Regions from separate parts of the Gossypium hirsutum genome. Here all the other regions are linked to region 1. A link is a contact called in public Hi-C data. All regions are on one chromosome and are shown on one strand. Each heading gives the region's core, a stretch centred on a gene start, on an enhancer-like site or on the middle of the called end of the contact. The rest is flanking DNA. Distances are from core to core; before and after follow the strand shown. Region 1 has its middle 15 kb from the start of LOC121213523. Region 2 holds the start of LOC107949461 (protein YIPF5 homolog). Region 3 holds the start of LOC107949462 (IQ domain-containing protein IQM3).

Evidence for each region. Hi-C and Micro-C count contacts between places; a contact is called where the count stands out from the background.
Region 2: a contact with region 1 is called in a Hi-C map of leaf, with 2.8 times the contacts expected there. The contact joins the promoter of LOC107949461 here to the enhancer-like site in region 1. A contact is called at or near these places in 6 of 34 Hi-C or Micro-C datasets (callus, hypocotyl and leaf).
Region 3: a Hi-C map of leaf shows a contact between it and region 1, with 3 times the contacts expected there. The contact joins the promoter of LOC107949462 here to the enhancer-like site in region 1. A contact is called at or near these places in 8 of 34 Hi-C or Micro-C datasets (callus, leaf and petal).

The regions. Positions count from the first base shown.
Region 1 is chrD01:32,948,228-32,952,490 of Gossypium_hirsutum_v2.1, reverse strand. No RefSeq gene overlaps it. Among protein-coding and RNA genes, the nearest start is that of LOC121213523, 15 kb to the left of the region's middle. Within about 2 kb of position 2,275, at least 1 of the 9 cell types and tissues checked has an H3K27ac peak or open chromatin away from gene starts, as enhancers often do. A contact at or near this core is called in leaf, where this site is marked.
Region 2 is chrD01:32,825,008-32,829,270 of Gossypium_hirsutum_v2.1, reverse strand. It overlaps LOC107949461 (protein YIPF5 homolog), which reads right to left and starts at 2,407. Exons shown (of 1, transcript XM_016884114.2): 1 at 1,320-2,407. The coding sequence starts at 2,176. The coding sequence ends at 1,427.
Region 3 is chrD01:32,865,122-32,869,384 of Gossypium_hirsutum_v2.1, reverse strand. It overlaps LOC107949462 (IQ domain-containing protein IQM3), which reads left to right and starts at 2,511. Exons shown (of 9, transcript XM_016884115.2): 1 at 2,511-2,997; 2 at 3,082-3,196; 3 at 3,264-3,329; 4 at 3,425-3,513; 5 at 3,662-3,749; 6 at 3,837-3,983; 7 at 4,081-4,173. The coding sequence starts at 2,639.

The DNA of each region.
Region 1 (4,263 bases), core at 1,026-3,525:
GTATATATATATGTATATATAGTATTGTAAACATTTTTTTTCAATCACATTTTTCTTGATAGATATATTTTATTCTTAAAAAAATACAAATAAAAAAAATCACAATGATGTCTTATTATTCCATCCCAATATGTCTCATCTTAAGGTGACATCAAAATCTTCTTATTTGAAAAAAAAAGAACAATTAAAATTGAAGAGATTCTCTTCATCTAGCAATGAAAGGCTTCATGGCAAATGGATATATTTCCAACATAAATCAAACCTAGATATGGAATATTATTTTGTGTAATATTTGACCATTTGAGTTATGGAACAATAATTACAATTTATGTCCTTTCATATGTTTTTGGATCAAAATCAAATGCTCTTGAGAAATCCAAATCAGGTTAATTTTTCTTATTAATTTCTATATTTTCATAATTTCAAGTCTAATTTATATGCAAATAATTTTAACTTTAGATTTTTAATTGTCATAAGGTGTTCATCTCTTTCCTTAATCATATGATGGGGAGCTCGATTCTCACTCATGAGAATAGAGCACATTTTATGGTTATCCATTTACCTCTTCATGGAGCATCCACGATAAAATAATTAATCACTATTATGGACAAATACAATTATTTTAATTTAATTTATTAGATAAAAATGTTATTAGCGGTGAGGTCCAAAAACATGTATGAAAAAGGAAATAAATAAATAAATAAAGGAAAAAGGAAAAAAAACATGTGCAATTGGTTAGAATAATGATGTGAGGTTCATGCATATTATATGCAGTACGTGAAGGGAAACATCAAAGGAGGTTTCTTAAACTCTTTGAAGAGATTATTCAAATGTATCTGAGCTTGTTGGACAGGTAAGTGTAATTTATTTATTTAAATTAATGAAATTTGGTTGATGATTAACCCCACCGGTGCCTGCCGAAGTCAGGCCTTGTCTCCTTCAAATGATTGCCCACCACAAACATTTGGTATAGAGAGAGTGATGACAATGGTGGCGTCGTGCCGGCCTGTAATGGCTGCCTTAGCTACACAAATCAACAAGGATGCTTTGATTGAAACTGGCTTTGTACTACACATCTCCTTTTGTGGATAATAAAATTTTAGAATTTTAATGTGCTTGGGGTAATTTTTCTGTTTTAAAAGGATTTAAATTGAATACTTATAACTGGGAGAGACTAAAACTGAAATTATTTCATTTAACCAAAAGATTATTGTAGGGTACATTTGCAATTGAACTAAACAACTCTACAAGCAGGTCATGTATTCTTTTATTTTTTAATTTTTATTTTTTTAATGTAAATTAAATATATTTGACAGGTTCTTAATTTTTCTTGTATGAAATCCTTACCGATATCTATATAATTTTTTTATAAATTTTTTGAATAATTTAATGTAATGTGTAAGAATGTACCTAAGCCTAAACAATGTTTACAATAAGTATTTTACCATTTCATCTATAACTCAATTATTGATATTTTTTAGGGAGAAGTATCAAAATTCTACATGAATTTTGGTTCAAGTACAATTTTGATGCACAAACTTTAATTATTTTATTGTAGTTCAAATGTATATATGAAACTCCGATTTTGATCTAATTTTACAATTTAAAGAAATAAGTATATTAATTTTATTTTTGTATTAAATAAATATAACTATTTGTTTAAAATGATGTTATATCTATAGTTGTATTAGTAAATTGTGAAATTTGAATCAAATAAACATTTAATGTATAAATTTGTACAAAATTATAGTTCACCTATAGCATTGCACATTGAACCAAAGTTCATGTGCAGTTTTGAACTTCATCCCATTTTTTTTTATAATTATAATTTTAATATTATGTTTTTCTTTCACTTACATCATGGGTGTAACAAAAATTAGTATACATAATATCTGCGATTAAGTTGGTGCCACAAATCGACTCAATATTGAATTTTCCTTTGACCAACATGATAACATTTTAACATGTTATAAAAAATAAAAAAATGATGATGAACAATTAGATTGTATTTAATATTTATAATATGATATGTTTAGGTATTTAAAGTTTTTTTTTACTTATAATTTAAATTAATTTTTTATTTTAATTCAATATAGATTGTATATATATCATTATTAATTTATTTTTAAACTCATACATACATATATATATATATATATTAACTACATGGTTTCCAAAGGTATTTTTGGTATATAATGCAATTTGTTAGTGTGTAATTGTAAGCTGGCCCTTAGCTGAAGAAAAAGGTATTTTGAGAACTTATAGGCTACAATTTAAATGGGCTGGACCGTGTACCCAGCTTATATTTATAAAATCTCTTCCTTTTCCTTAATCCAACATTCTATCCATGAGTTGAGGTGGCAATGGACTGATTTGATAGGTTTATGTTAGGTTATTTTGAGTTTAGGTTTTTTTTTTCATTTAAAGTTTAAAATTTTAGGTGTTTAAATTATTTTAGATTCGAGTTTAAATTATTTTGCATTAAATGTAATTATATTCAGTATTTTGAATTATATTAAATTATTTGGTCGGACTGGTTAGATCAAGAATTAGTCGTGGTTTCAATTTGGAATAAGGGGTTGGATAGATTGAATCACAAATTGGTTGAATTGAGCTAAAAAATTGATTAAATCGGTTTTTCTCTATTTTTATTGTTTTAATTTTTAAATTTTTAATAATTTATTCAATTGAACCAAAAAATTGATGGTCTAACCAATTTGATTATGAAAACCTTGATTATATTTAGGTAATTTCAAGGTCTAAACCTCAATATAAATTACTAATTTAATATTAATTTAAATTAAACTTTTTTTTGTAATATAATAATTTTAAGTATATTTTAATTAAAATCCATATTTTTATGGTTATTTGTTTGCATCGAAATGATATAACATTAATTTGTTATATAAAACCAATTGCTTTATGTAATTTTATTATAAAAATATGGTATATTATAAATTAATTATATTGATATTTAAAATAATTTACTTGGTAAAATTGATTCTCAAATAATATATTATAATTTATATTATTACTCTAAGAAACTTTTAGCAAATGGAATGTGTTATATATATCACTTTTCTTGGTTGTGCAATGCACGAAAGATTTAAAAATTCCAAGTTTTATATAATAATAATTATGAATATTTAATAAATTTTAATTTTTTTAAAACCACAATATTAAACAAATATATATCACTACCAATGAAACTGTTTGTTTTAATTAGGTTTTAATGTGAAAAAACTACACATTAATAATATAATGAATCTATTCCTTTGTCACAATTAGTCTGTTCTTTGCTCATAATTCTATTAATCACGAATATACAAAGTATATTGAGGTGAATTGTCATTTTATTCGGGATGCAATTTAAGAGAATCTTATTTCTCTTTCGTATGTCTCTACTACAGATCAGCTAGCAGATATATTTACAAAAAACATTAGGAAAGAAACAATTTGATTATTGCCTTAACAAGTTGGACATTTATGATTTCTTTTAGAAATAATTTTTTATATTATAAGAAGTAGAGGGTGAATAGAAATAATTTATATTATAGGAAGTAGAGGGCGACTAGGAGTAGTTTTCCTAGCTATTTCAACTCTAAGTGCTATATGACATTTATGATTTATTTTAGAAATAATTTTCTATATTATAAGAAGTAGAGGGTGAATAGAAATTTAGGTATAAAAAGACTAGAAAAAGTATTTAAGTTGAAGAGCGTGTGAGATTATAGAATAGAAATAAAAAAATAGATGGGAAATGCTAAGCCTTTTAATAGAAGTAGGATGTTTGTTGCGATGATACGTCAACCACCTACTAATTGAAAAATATGATTAGGAATTAAAAAAAACACTAAATTTAGAGATACAGAATAAATGACTAAACTTCAAATGTAGAATAGGTAATTTAAGATGGATTTGATTAGCTTCAACTTTGTACTGCTAAATGCAAAACTACTCAACGTGAAAATCGAACTCAAAAAATATGAAAAATGAGTAATGTAGAATAGTATAAGTTATTTTTGGCAATATTATTAGTTTATCTAAGTTATTTATCTGATTAAAAAAATCTATATTACAAGTATTAATAATGTGATAATGTTTTTAATATAAAATTTATTAATTTAAATAAATATGTAATTTGATTATACAATTTTTAAAACTATAATATTTATTATTATGTTATTTATCTAGGAAATATTTGAAAGACATGTTTTGTTGGAAAATATGTAATTTTTGAAAACTTTGAGGCATATTTTCGAT
Region 2 (4,263 bases), core at 1,158-3,657, 120 kb after region 1:
GATTCGGATCTTCTAGAAGATGATTATTTAAGATCCTCTAATAGAAATTGTGAGCAAGTTGAAAATACAACTAGAATGTTTGGTAATCAAACTGGATCTTTTACTACTAATGAAATAAAATCTGAAAATTTAGGAGAGTCGTCTACCCAACTTGTCTCATATAGGATAGATGATCTAAATAAAAGAAATGTTGCTTAGAAAGGAATATATTTAGATCTTACAAGTATTCCTATAGCAAACTATGAAGAAATCATAAATGATTGGACACAGTCTATGACTATTATTGTAAACAACAATAATTGATCAAAAGAAAGTTTTTTAAATTATTTTGTTGGATCATTTCAAGGAGATATTTTACAATTTCTAAAAAGATAGTAAGAATCAGAAAAAGGAAAAGAACAAAAATAGCAGTTAATCAATTAGATTCAAACTCCCAAAGATGTATTAAAAGTTAAAATGTTTATTTTAGACATGATAGTAGAAAGTAAAAAAAAAAAGTAATTAAGTTATGATATTAAATATTTTAATATAATGATACATGAAATATAATTTTTAAATATTTTTAAGTAATCAATATAAATTATTTGTAAAATTAATAACGCATAAACTATTTTAAAAATTAAATATAATAATAAATAAGATTTAAATAATTTAATATAATAATGAATAATATTTAAATAATTTAATATAATGATACATGAAATATAAATTAATCTAATTTTTTATATACATTTTAAATAATTAATATAAATAAGTGGATTTACATAATTTTCATCAAAAACACTTAAATCTCAACTTTTATATTTAGATAAAAAATACTTTTTAATCGCATTTTTTTTACCCCAAATATCAAATATTCTCGTTGACTTGAAAATGTTTTTATATCATAACGGAGAACACGCCCTAAGTGATCAGCAATTTAACAAACTTTTAAAATTTTCACTGATAGTGATGAATAAAGAATAAAAATAAAAATACTTTTTAAATAATCACTTAAATATTATAAAATATTATTAGTGGGGTAAAATGAAATTTATTAGGTTTTTTTTAGTAACTTGTTTTTTTTGACAAAATATTTAAAATTATTTATAATCCTCCCAATCTATAAATGGGAGAACAATACAATTACGTCCTACAATGTTGACAGCAATACTCGTATCCAACTGAATCGATAATTTATTAGTTAATTTTAAATATGGACAAATTTAATAAATTTTAAGAATCATACAATGAGTTGAAGTAAGCATGGAGATGGACAATGTATGTATTCAAATATATTTCAAAATTTAATATGTATTAAATTGATGATGAAGTGAGAGTTGATCCAAATGTCATTCATTTTCAGAAACCAAAGAGTGTGCAATTCTGTAGCATTTTAGATATCAAATTTCAAAAACAGCATCTTTACTATAAATATCAGTTTGAATTAAAATATGACCAGAAGCGAAAATAATGCGTAGATCAAGAAACAAGCATACGCGATCAGCCCACGGTGTTCTTCCACCCCATCAGCAAGCGCCACCATCAAATTGGCGCAAGACCTAGTGGCCCAAACCACGAATACCCCCGCCGTTGCGTACCTCACCACACCGATCCCCTGCGGCATGAAAAGCGACACCGCCGATAATATCACCACCGGCAACATACAGTAACCAACCACGCTCGTACACGTGTGCAGATCTAGGTTGCCGTTGTTGCGACCCGCCAACATGTTAAAAACCACGTAGAGGAAAATCGAGGAGACCACGATCCACCCCAGGATTATGCCGAACTGGATCTTGCCGCCGAGGAGCTGGAATAAGCAGAAAGACAAGTAGAGGAAGATCGGGCCGGAGAGATCCGAGTCTTTATGTGCCGCCAGGTTGACCCGGAAAGGATTGAGGATGGATCTCGTTTTGTGCCAGATTTGGTCCGGGTGGATGCCCAGTTCGTCGAGGAGGGGTTCTTCGTCTTCGAATGAGGCGGAAGCGGATACGGCTGACGTGGAGATTGTGCCGCCCAAGGATCCGGATGATGATGGAACCGACCCCATATCGAAGGCCATGAAGGGTATGGCGGAGGAAGAGGGCTGGAAAGGAGCCGTTGGGACACGGCGTTGGTTGATGTTACCGACGTTGGGGTTGACACCACCGCCGGACGGAAAAACCACCGGTGGCACTGTGAATTGTTTGCTCATTTTTGTTGAAGCTATAGCGATTCTTTTGTGGGGGCACCAAGGCAAGTTTTTTCTTTTTTTGCCTTCTCAAGGGAAATATATAGTGTTAAAATTGGGCGGTGAATGGAAGGGTGTTTTGGACTATTCGTCTGGATTTTTTGCAAATGGTTGAAGTGTTCAACCGCGGGAGATGAACATGTTGACGTGTTTTGCCCCGCGAAATTACATTATTGCACATTTCCACTTTCTTTTGTTATTTTATACAACATGAGATGAGATAACACAGTTGAAACTGTAATAAATAGGTATTGAGTAATCTATGCCTAACTCTTAACTAGTTTTTGTTGCCCGTCTGATGCATACGTATTAATTAAATTATGATTTTTTTACTTACTCTAAGTATTAGAATTAATTTTAAAAAATTATAATTGATATTAGAATCAATTAAAGATAATAATATTTTATAAATAAAGTATCTTTGGATTAATAAGTAAAATTAATCTAAGTTTACATTAAAAAGTTTTTAGAAACAGTCATTAAATTAATCTAATACAAATTTGAATTGTGTTTTGATAATTTTGTAAAAGAAAAATTAAATATTCTTTTGTAAATTATAAAAAAAATATTTAATAATTTTTTACATTAAAAGGAAATTTTAGAACTTTTTTTTTAATCTTTGTTAAAAAGAAATTCGGGCTTGGGACAACTCCCTTGCTGCCCCTACCCACTCTTTAAATCCTTGGCGGATCAATTTTCTTTTAAAAGTATGACAATTAATATTTAAAAATTTTATGTTAAAATCAGGTGGATAAATTATCTTAAATTTTAAATTTTCCTTCAGCTCCAGCTAATGGAATAAATTCCATCCCTTTTACTTGCTCTATCGTTAAATCAGCTTCATCATTTTCATAAAAATATTCTTTAAAACCATTACTCAACCGTGTTCTCATGCTTCATCGCCACACTGTTCGTCATTTAAATCAACCTGGAATTGTTCATGATTTTCTTCTATTTCTTTTCCCATCTCTAATGCTTCAGCACCAAATCTTAACTGATCATGGCTTCACCTAAAAGGTGAAAAGTTTGGGTTAAAATATAGGTCCGAAATATGGGCTTCAACAAAAAATAAGGCTCATTTTCTAAATGTGTCGAATTTCGGGTAAGTTTCTTTTGGCCCGAGTTCAGCCCGGTCCGAATCTACCTAAATTTTCTTTCCTGCTACAATTTGTTGTTTTTTTGCTATTATAGTACTACAATTTTGTTATTATTATTTGGATATTATATAATTTTTTGTTTTATTATTAATTTTGCTACTATTGTAATAGTCCGATTTTCAGTCTCTTTTTCCAATGATCAGTCCGTAAATATTATCAATTAATATTTACGAGTTAATTATAATATGATATTAAATTTTGGTCTAACGGATTTGCTAATTGGGTAGTTAGTTAAGATACAAGTGTAGCGACCCTAAAGTTAGTGGTGTTAGAAAATGATGTAATGGGACCTCATTTCTATAAACCAAACTCATAAATATTTAATATAAATATTTACGGATTTACTGTATAGGTTAATTGAATTTTTTATAGGTAATTTTGTCAAATTAGTGATTAATTAAGGTAAAATGACTAAATTGTAAAAGTTGTAAATAATGAATAAGTACTTGTATGATTAAATTTGTTATATAAATCACAGATAATAATAAAATATGAATAAATAAATTTTATTAATTTAATAAATGAAAGATGCGTGATCGAGGTTAGACACATTCATCATAAAGGAAATATTTGCATGGATCACTTGGCGAATTTAATTTAGAATATTGAGAGAGGTCTGGTTCAACTTGAGACAATGTCAATGAGCCTTGAACCCTTGCTCCATAGTGACACTTATGGAGAAGGGGTAATTCGAATTTGGCTTCCTTCTTTCCTTCTTTTTGTAATAAATAAATAAATAATAAACGTGTGATGTAATGGATAAAGTAATTTTAAAATTAATAGCATATTTGGTTGGGTGTAATAAGAATAGATTACAGCCCAATTTGGTGGGCCCACTATCAAACCAATGTTTGGTTGGCTGTAATGCCTATTACAACTTGCATTGAATCCATT
Region 3 (4,263 bases), core at 1,262-3,761, 83 kb after region 1:
TTCTCTATTTTTCAAACACAAACCCCATGATCATCGCTCCATGCAGAGCTTCCTGTAATTAACTCTTCTTCGGAACAACCAAGAAGAATATGAAGAAAAGAAGAAAATTAAACAGAATTGAGAAGAATTCACCTAGGAATTCATTTCTCAGCTATTTATAGCACTTTATGTACGGTTACCGACCCTATAAAAATCATCCATTGGTAATTATTTTGTCTTCCATTTACAAACCAGTTGGTTCTCATCCAACTGAACTAGAATTGGAACTTAACTATATCCAAATTAACCGCTAAATTTTTCTAACTTTTTAGTAGAAACCACCAACTTACGGTTTCTTTCAATTTGACCCCTAATTATTCCTAATTTTTGGGCTTAATGAAAATCGAGTGTGACAATGAGGATCATTAAAAGCAACTTGAGTTGCTTGAAAAAGAAAAGGCTTTATCTAACAAAGTTTCTCCAAAAATATTTGAAAAGGGAGAAAATTCAAAGCCAAACTTTGTTAAATCTAGCTTTAATTACTATAAACATAGAGGTCCCTAAAAAATCTATAAGGGAAAACTTATTAGAAATGTATGGGTCCCTAAAGGACTTAGTACTACTATAAACAATGACATCTTTTCTAAATGAATACCCAAGGGGACCAAAATTATAGGAACTAATGATTGACCCAAAAGAATTTGGGTTTCACCAAGCAATCGTTATCGACCCGATTTGCATTTCATATTTTCTACACCACACAACAACTCCTCCCCGCTGGAAACCTTATTGTCGCCAACTCTATTATAGGTTAATGTAATGAGTTTAGCATCTTTGGTGGAGAAAATGGGTAAGTTGAGTATATTGAAAGGCCCTTGTGCTTTTCACTAGGGCATCTTCCTCTGATAAGGTGAAACTTGTTGTCGTGCCCGTATAACCACCGCCAACTAGGTCCCCTAGCTATACTCTATCCCTTGACAGTATAACCTTTGTAAACTTGAAACCCTAGTTACACTACAACTCATGACCGTATAGTCACTGTCAACTAGGACCTTGAGTTGCAATGCAATCCCGACTTCTTAAGTAATGGCTCCATCCTCATACGACAGGTGAAATTTTTAGGTCACTGAGCTCTATGGCATCACCATGAACCCAAACACAACTTAAAACTATGATTATGTCTCCCTCAAAGAAAAAGAAAAAGAAATATTTAAACCCGAAAATTTCAACACACAAGAAAAATGAAAAAAACAATTTAAAGGAGACAATGGGCAAGAGAGATGATGGAGTAGGGTGATGGAAACTCCCATTTACATAGGTGAGGGGGCGGGGAGAAAAAAAACCATGTTTTGCAATTTTATCCCGGGATTCCCAGGTTGTAGTGTTTGAAAATTATCCTTGGAATCTCGGCTTCAGAGGAAAAAATTAAGGTTATACTTGGGGTTGAAAATGGTCAAAGAGAAAATGCGCCCTGCAGGACGCGTTTTCATTTTTCTCTCCTAAAAACACGTTCTTCAGGACGCGTTTTCATTTTTCTCTCGTTTTCATTTCTCTCTCCTAAAAACGCGTCCTACATGATGCGTTTTCATTTCTCTCTCCAAAAACAACATATCCTGGTAAATAAAAAAACAAGCTATTTACTTAAATATTAAAAAAATTCATCATATTTCATTAATTTACCCCCAAATTTATCTATTCTATATTATATATTAAGTCTTTGGTTGAGTTTGGTGTCATGAGTCAGTCAAACACTAACTCAGTTGAATAATGATTAAAATATCATTATTTTACAAAGTAAATATAAAATTAGAAAAAACTATAAAATATCTTGTTTTGCAAATCAAAAAGTAATTATAAAAGAAGAAGAATTATATTAGAAATAAATAATATAAAGTATTCAATATGGATATCATTATATTTGTAAAAAATTATAAATAATTTTAATAAAATGAAAGTTTAAAAACATACATTAGAATCAAATAAAAATAATTTTTGAAATTGAAGTTTTTTATCTTATAATGTGATCATCTGTATTAAATAAAATAAAATAATAAGAAATTTTGAAAAAATACTGCTTATTTACATAAATTTTAGAACTTATATTTATACAAATAAGTAAATTTAGCTTTAAAATTTTGAAAGTTCCCCATGTGAACACACTCTTATTTTACTTTGAAATAGTTTTAAAATATATATATCCTTATTTAAAATTTAATCAATGTTGAATTTATTTGTTTATATTTTTTAGTTTAACTAAAATAGATTTATGGCACCCAAATTTTATTTCAATTAGATTAACAAAATTCAATAATAATAATAATAATAATAATAAAATCACAAAAATCCTTACTCAAAGACTGTTAAAGCCAGATTTATGATTTATGATAAATGATTTTACTTTTGAGGATGCTTGGTCACTAGTTTGTTTTGTCTCGAGCGAGTTACACAAAATCTCACTCTCAACCTCAGCGCGTAACACACACGCACTTTACTTACTCGTAATCCAAGTGGAATACATATAAAAATCTACAAGTGGGTTTCCCGGCGATTTTCTAAGTCCTTGGCTCCGGTTTTTTCTTTTAAGTATTCTCTCAAAAACCAACGACCCCAAGATTCTCTCTTTCGAAAACTCCTTCAAATTTGGCTACCAAGAAAAACAATGGAAATAATCGAAAATCAAGCAGCTGTTTCGAATTTCGACCTCCAGTCAAAGTCTCCGTTTTATAACATTTCCTCCACCGACATTACGAACGTCGGCTTACTTGGGGAATCCGAATTTGTATCTGTGGATAGTCCGAACCAAGCTAGCGAATCGGATTTCCCGACGGTGGTTAATGGTGGTGGTTTGAAAATGCTGCTGGAGCCGTTATCCGACGGCCGAGATTCTCCGGGTTCGAATCAGACGCGCGGTGGCGGTTCTTCTCATTCCAACGCTGCCGTTAAGGTCCAGAAGGTGTATAGGAGTTACCGGACACGGCGTAGGTTAGCAGACTCTGCTGTTGTCGCTGAAGAACTCTGGTAGTTTCTTCCGCAAAATCTTTGTCTGTCTTAAAAAAATATATATTATTTAATACTAATAGTAAATATTTTTATTATTTTCAGGTGGCTGGCTTTAAACTATGCAAGGCTTAATCACAGCACAATTTCCTTTTTTAATTATTTGAAACCAGAAACTGCTGCTTCAAGGTGGAATCGCGTTCGCTTAAATGCTTCTAAGGTATTTTCTTCTTCTTTTTAATTTTTTGGTTAATTTTCATAAATAATTAAGTTGGGAATTTTGTCAGGTCGGGAAAGGGTTGTCCATAGACGCCAAAGCACAAAAATTGGCTTTTCAACATTGGATTGAAGCTGTAATTTACTCTTCTTAATCTTTTTATTAAAAAGATTAAAAAAATATATTGGATAATTTTATTAGTTGAATCGAACACTTTTTTTTCAACTGTAGATTGATCCACGACACCGTTACGGCCATAACTTACATATTTACTACGATGAATGGTGTAAAACTGATGCTGGTCAACCATTTTTCTATTGGTAAACCCCAAACATTTTTCTCATTCTATTAATTTTGGTAGGAAGACCAAATTAAAGTGGATGGACTAAATCTTCAAATTGAGCATAGTACTAGGACAAAAACAATGATTTCACCTTTTTCCTTTCTTTCTTATTTTGTTTCCTACAGGTTAGATATAGGGGATGGCAAAGATGTCGATCTCGAAGAATGTTCAAGATCGAATCTTCAAAAACAATTGATCAAGTATCTTGGACCTGTATGTATGCAAATTCATATGTTAGATTCAATCTCTTTTTCCAAATAAGATTGAATGAAATTGTTAATTCCCTGTTGTTGTAAACAGCAAGAAAGGGAACATTATGAGTACATTGTTGTTGAAGGAAAGATTATCCATAAACAAACTAGAAATGTCCTTGATACATTCCAAGGCTCGAAAGAGGTTAAATGGATATTTGTTATGAGCACCTCGAAGAAATTGTATGCCGGCAAGGTAAACCATCTGGCTTGAACTGCAACTGTTAGATTTCATACTTACTAGATGTATAAAAACCCAAAAATGTCTTTAATGTCTTTTCGGTACCTTGCAGAAGAAGAAAGGAATGTTCCATCATTCTAGCTTCTTAGCCGGTGGAGCGACACTAGCTGCTGGTAGATTGGTGGTGGAGAAAGGGATACTAAAGGTATAAGTTTGTAACGATTTAGGATTTAGTAGTGTACTCAGATTTTGTTACGTGCCGCCTATATTGATAGTTGCATTTGAATGGCCGGAT